Linked DNA regions of Mus musculus: region 1 is linked to region 2. Evidence: chromatin contacts called from public Hi-C data. All regions are on one chromosome and are shown on one strand. The core of a region is the stretch at or near the end of the contact, and the rest is flanking DNA. Distances in the headings are between cores, read along the strand shown.

The links. A called contact is a pair of places that touch in the nucleus more often than the background predicts.
Region 1: a Hi-C map of liver shows a contact between it and region 2, with 1.5 times the contacts expected there. The contact joins the enhancer-like site here to the promoter of Tmem169 in region 2. A contact is called at or near these places in 1 of 39 promoter capture datasets (macrophages), 1 of 484 Hi-C or Micro-C datasets (liver), 1 of 115 datasets of contacts at active chromatin or transcription factors (embryonic stem cells) and 1 of 9 other capture datasets (adipose tissue).

The regions. Positions count from the first base shown.
Region 1 is chr1:72,333,387-72,336,440 of GRCm38.p6, forward strand. It overlaps Xrcc5 (X-ray repair complementing defective repair in Chinese hamster cells 5), which reads left to right. Exons shown (of 21, transcript NM_009533.2): 10 at 1,250-1,312. Among named protein-coding and RNA genes, the nearest start is that of Xrcc5, 27 kb to the left of the region's middle. Within about 2 kb of position 1,690, at least 7 of the 459 cell types and tissues checked have an H3K27ac peak or open chromatin away from gene starts, as enhancers often do. A contact at or near this core is called in liver, where this site is marked.
Region 2 is chr1:72,282,897-72,285,877 of GRCm38.p6, forward strand. It overlaps Tmem169 (transmembrane protein 169), which reads left to right and starts at 1,477. Exons shown (of 3, transcript NM_175564.4): 1 at 1,477-1,570. Pecr (peroxisomal trans-2-enoyl-CoA reductase) reads right to left here and starts at 1,425. Exons shown (of 8, transcript NM_023523.6): 1 at 1,197-1,425. The coding sequence starts at 1,320. It overlaps Gm51631 (a long non-coding RNA gene), which reads right to left. Exons shown (of 3, transcript XR_003947863.1): 3 at 1,602-1,852.

The DNA of each region.
Region 1 (3,054 bases), core at 440-2,939, 51 kb after region 2:
CTGCTGAGCCATCTCTCCAGCTCCCTCATTAGCTAGTTTTTGAATAAGTCAAGGACTGTTATAATTTCTATCAGGGTAAGGGGATCTCTCGATCTGCTGTACTGGCAGTGTAGGGTTATTCTTGTATGCCTTCGCATAGTGGTTTTCAGCTGGGACTAGAAGTGGAAGTGAGGGACGTGTGGACCTCACACCTTTGCAGCTCTGTGTGCTTGAGCTATCAGCTGCTGTAACGTGCTCCTTGTTTCCAGGCTTCAGAGGAAAGAGTGCGAGGGAAAAGCAGATGAGAAATGCTGCCCAGAGCCACACATGGCACGTCCTTCTAGAAAAGCGCCAGGCTCCACAGGCAGTGAGAGCCAGAGCTTGGTGGACGGGTGTAGGGGCTGCGATTTCAGGAGCGTTAACGTTCATTTTCTAGGCAGGTATTGGTAGAGTTCTGTGACCTTGACTGCATTTCAGGAGCGCGGAGGCACCAGCCGTACGTAGTTTCCCTGCCCCGGGTCTGCTCAGAGTTGGCTTTCTTTGTCGTCTGCAGTACATTAGAGGCTTGTCCCATCTCCTGAGGACATCATTCCTAAGAGACTTTTGGAGACAGTCTTTGTAATCGCTCATTTTTTACCTGTCCCCTTGTGCTGTGCCCCGGCATTGTTCTAAAAGCAGGACCAATGAACACATACTCTGTTCCCGTCACTCCAGATTGCGGTCGCTGTGATGTCTGCTCTGGAGCCAGTGCATAGACCTTGCTTTACATTTTCCTTTTTCAAGATGTATTTTTATGTGTGTGAGTGATTTGTCTACATGTATGAATGGGCATCGTGCACGACTGATACCCTTGGTAAGAGCAGCAAGTGCTCTGAACAGCTGAGCTAGCTCTCCAGCCTTTACATTTTCCTTTTGGTTAGTTTCTACTTCCCAAGTCTTGGTCAGTTTTTACGTACTCTTCTGAAACCATCACAGGCTAGTGCAGTGCCCTGTGTTGGACTGTAACCCAGCATTGCATTTAATCACACAGCTATTGAGGCTTTTGAGGAGCATGGTTATATCCTGCTCACTCCTCTGTCTCACTGCATACCATATAGGACAATACAGGCCATGCGTTAGGTGCTCATGTAGTTGAGCTTCAAGTACTCGGTTGTTTCCAGTTGCTCTTGCTGTTTTCCAGTAAGAACATTCTGAGCAGACATTTAGCAACATGTGACCTTACAGTGGTGCATATTTCAAAACGCGTTTTCTCTCTCCCATGCTCTTGTAGGTTCATAGAAGATTCTTCATGGGACATCAAGTTCTAAAGGTCTTTGCAGCAAAGGATGATGAGGTGAGTTGGGTTGGAGCTTTGAGACAGTGCTACAAACTGAACTGTTATTTTGGGAAAGTGGGCTGTTTATAGCCTTTGTTTGTTTGTTTGTTTGTTTGTTTGAAACAGGCTTTCTCTGTGTAGCCATGGCTGTCCTAGAACTCGCTTTGTAGATTGGCTGACCTTGAACTAGGAAATCATCAGCCTTTGGCTCCCAAGTGATGGGGTTAAAGGTGTGCATTTGCAACAGCTGTGGGAAAGTCACCAACCTTTAACTCTAAAAATGGGGAGATGATAAACGAGTTTGTTTTAGCTTCAACGTAATGCCCGAGGTCATAGTATTGCACAACAACCCCTGACCAGCTTGACTTAGGTGTAGGTGTCGGCTGTTAAGTAGTTTTGGTTCAGATTGGCCTTCGTCTCTCATGAACACCGAGCATTAGTATGGTGTGTGGACCTGGAGAAGCGCTCCTGATCTGTGGGCGATTTCCCTGGTTTCCCACGTTCTTAAGGTTTTCTGTCGTCAGGCCTGTTTATCCCTGGCTAACAACTCTGACTTTCACAACCTACACTCACGCTTTGCTCTCTGCACATTTTCTTTTTTTTTCTTTTTTGTTTTTTTTTCATTTGTTATCATCTTTTAATAAGTATATCATTTTTAACAATAGAAGCCATGTGAGCATAGGGATATTGAAAGAAGCAATGTACCCCTCTCTCTCCAAGCAAAATTAGAACATATATATAGTAGCTCCCACATTGAGTAGATTTTCTGAATGTGATACAAGTTTACAATTAATTGGTTTTCTAATTTCATAGGAATAATGCATAAACTCATACTGCAAATAATCCCTATAATACTAGAAATGGGGATATTCTTTGCTGTTTGTCCTGGTTCACATTGTAAATGCAGTATATAAATGTATTTTACATAGTATTTCTCATTAAAAGGAAACTTTTTTTTTATTACGTATTTTTCTCAATTACATTTCTAGTGCTATCCCAAAAGTCCCCCATACCCTCCTCACCACTCCCCTACCCACCCATTCCCAACTCTGCACATTTTCTTTTTGAAATATTAAGTCAGCACTCAATGTTTCGTTGGTGTGTTGACTCCAGTACAGAGTGTTAAACCAGCTGAAGCAGGCTTCTAAATTCAGAGGTATTTGCATTAGAAAATGTGAACAATTGATTGCATTGATGACCTTTTTTCCCCATGCTTCTGGAACATGGCTGGCTGCTCACCTAGGAGGTGGTCATGTCAGTGTCTGAGAACAGTTAACATCAGGAGAAGACGCTTGCCTTCCCCTCTCCTGGGTGTGAGGGGGTGAGTTCACTACAACACATAGATGACTTCACACTTGAGAATTCTAGCTAGTGATGTTCTCCTAACTCCAGCCTTAGAAACTGTGCTGCTCTGGTCTGGTGTGTTCTATAGTTTTAAACTTTTTGAACTCCAGCTGTGGACATAACTCCCACTTGGTTTTTTTGTTTGTTTATTTTTGTTTTGTTGTTGTTTTTGTTTTTTTTCCACGAAGGAAATCCCAGTGACTTCTTGAGAGTTCTGCTGCAGAGCTATATTGAGGTACCTGAGCTGCAAATCAAATTTGTCATATACGTAACTAGCTTCTGTTGTCAAAGTCAAACGAAAGTGCAGAGACAAGTTTCTGATGAAGCATCTTGTGTTTGGAATAAGGACTAGGACCGTATCTCGGGCCCATGGGATGACAGTGGTAGCCGGTGTGGTTGGGTGATGGAGGAGGGTT
Region 2 (2,981 bases), core at 227-2,726:
GTGGAAGACAGGCTGGAAGTAATGGTAAAGTGCAAACTGCAATACTGTCTTGTTTTTTTTTTTTGCAGTGTACTGCTGATAAGATAAAGTCAATCATTTCTCCATGTATTTATTTCTTGTGTTAGTTCAGCATGGAATGTCAAGGCCAAATCATTTCTCATTTGTTCCACTTGATGTCAGATTTTTAAAAATCTACTTGTCAGGGCTGGAGAGACGGCTCAGCAGATAAGAGATCTGTCTGCTCTTCCAGAGGTCCTGAGTTCAATTTCCAGCAACCATATGGTAGCTCACAACCATCTGTAATGGGATCTGATACTGTCTTCTGGTGTGTCTGAAGACAGCTACAGTGTACTCATATACATAAAATAAAATTTTAAAAATCTTTAAAAAAAATCTACTTGTCAAAGCTCTTTGCACAATACAAGCGTCGTGTTGGAAATACTTTTCAAATATGCCTTTATAAACTTTGCACTCTTCCTTCTTACCCACATCTTCGAGGCAGGGTTTCTTTGTGAAACCTCGACTGACTTGGACCTCGATCTGTAGACCAGGCTAGCCTGAAACTCACAGAGATCCACCTGTCTCTGCCTCTTGAGTGCTGGAATTAAAGTCATATGTCACCACCACCTGGGAACAGTTTGCTTTGGGTTAAGAGTAAACCCAAAACCCGGACATGGTGGCGCACGCCTTTAATCCCAGCACTCGGGAGGCAGAGGCAGGCGGATTTCTGAGTTCGAGGCCAGCTGGTCTACAAAGTGAATTCCAGGACAGCCTGGGCTAATAAAAAGAAACCCTGTCTAGAAAAAAACAAAAAAAACAAAACAAAATAACAAAAAAAAGTAAACCCAAAGAAGATGCACATTCTCACATATTTAAATATTAAATGTAACTATTTTCTTCTTGATGGCTTCCTTGTGCGTGTGTTTACGTGATCATTCTAAGTTTAATAACTTTTCCTTTTTCTTGCTTTTAGCACAGGGGACGTGAGAAGAAAATCTGATCAGGGCCTCTCAACATTTCTCGGCTATTCGGAATAAAACCTCTGTTATTTCGTTTTCCCTCATTGCTCAGCTCTGCAGACCGGAGCTTTGCAACCTCTTCCCGGTCCGCCAGCACTCCCCTCTGTCTCTGAACCCAGTTTACCCGAGCTGGACCTCTGCGGACACTAGCCCAGCCCCAGAGGCCTGCTCACGTACCCAGGTGCAGGAGCTCCCGGGAGACGGCTTTTCCAATGCCTGTGCCCCCGCCGGTGACCACGGCCACTTGGTTCTTCAGCAACCCGGCCGCTAGGTAGCTCTGACCAGTCTTCCAAGAGCCCATGGCCACAAAGTGTCTGTCTCTGAGTTCTTGCTAAAGCTAGACCACGTGTTCCTCAGAAGTAGCTCTATTAGTAGCAGTCCTTGGCCACGTAACCAAACAGACCCCGCCCCTAAGTCCGCGTGGTCCCGCCTCAGGCCCCGCCCAGGCCCCGCCTTCGCGGCGCGCTAGGCCTCCTCCCAGAGCTGGACCGCTCCTGGCGGCCGCCCGCAGCCGTCTGCATCCTCAGCTTCCCTCCTGGGTCCCAGTGAAGGTGTGGGTGAGACTCCTCGTTCGATTTTTTTCATATTTATTTTTAAATGTCGGTGACATTGGGGGGAAACGACAGAGGAATGAAAAGAGAGTGAGAAAGAACGAAATGGGAAGGATATTTTCTGTTCTGAAAATCCAATCCTTGGGGCCATAGCTCCCACCGTTAATTAAAATTACATCTCCAGAGCATCTGTGTAGAGAAAGGCTGCAGGTCTGGGCCCTCGCAGTACCGATCTGCAACAGACATCTGGCTGTCTGGGCTTCAGCAGCTGTGTGCAGAGGGCTAGGAAGTGGGGAAAGGCTTAGGTTAGCTGAAGGGAAGCCATCCAGGTCCCAGATCCCTTCTTCTTCAGGGAGGGAGTCGAAAGGGAGGAGGGGGTGGGGCAGGAGAGGGCACACAGTTGCAGTTATCCACAGAGCCTAAATAATGAATGATTAAACAAAATGATTTTAGGCCACCCTCACCTCATTCTCAGTGCCCCACCCAGAAATGAAAAAAAAAAGCACCCTTCCATAGATTTGAGACCTGGTCCGTTTCATCTGGGTTATATAGCAGCAGATAAAGATGAATCGTTGCATGGTTCTTGTAAGATTCATTTCTAGGTTTATGGTTTTGGAACCTGCCTTTTAGCTCCTACCTTCAGCAAGGAACTTATCAGCTCCCAGTTGGTTCCAAGGAACAATTTATTGTTCACATTCTGTTTGTTTTGAATTAATTATTATTATTAATTTTTTTTTGAGACAAGGTCTCTCTCTCTATAGCCCTGGCTGTCCTGGAACTCACTATGTAGATCAGGTTGGCCTGGAACTTAAGAGATTCCCCCTGCCTCTGCCTACTGAATGCTGGGATTAAAGGCATGGGATACCATGCCCTGCCCTTCTGTTTGTTCATTTAAAAATTAACATTACATATGTGTGTGTGTGTGTGTGTGTGTGTGTGTGTGTGTGTGTGAGAAGACGAATTGCAGGAGTCAGTTCTCTTCTTGTACCGTATGGGTGCCACCAGGGATTGAACCCCATCATCAAGCGCAGCAGCAGCAGCCTTGCCCTCTTAGCTCTTTTCTGTTTATCTCTTTCCTTATGTCGGACTATGCTAGGTCATTGGTCTTAATCCAGGACAACAGTCTTTCTAACTTTGCCGGGGGTGCTCTGTTTTCCCTTTTCCAGTCAACAAATGCCATTTGTGTCTGTTTGGGGAGGTGGCGGTTGGAGCCACTACTTAAAAAATTCACAGAGAGAAGTGAAGTTAGACACTGGGTCTCTCGCACCAGCCAGACTGCAGTTCTGAGAGCACCTCTAGGCCCTCCACCTCCCTGGCCTTCTCTGACCTCTTTTTAGAAGCACTTCCCTCTCCAGCTTAGCTGCTGATGGATTCCAACCAGCACGCAGAAAGGAAGAGCTAAAGCTCTCTG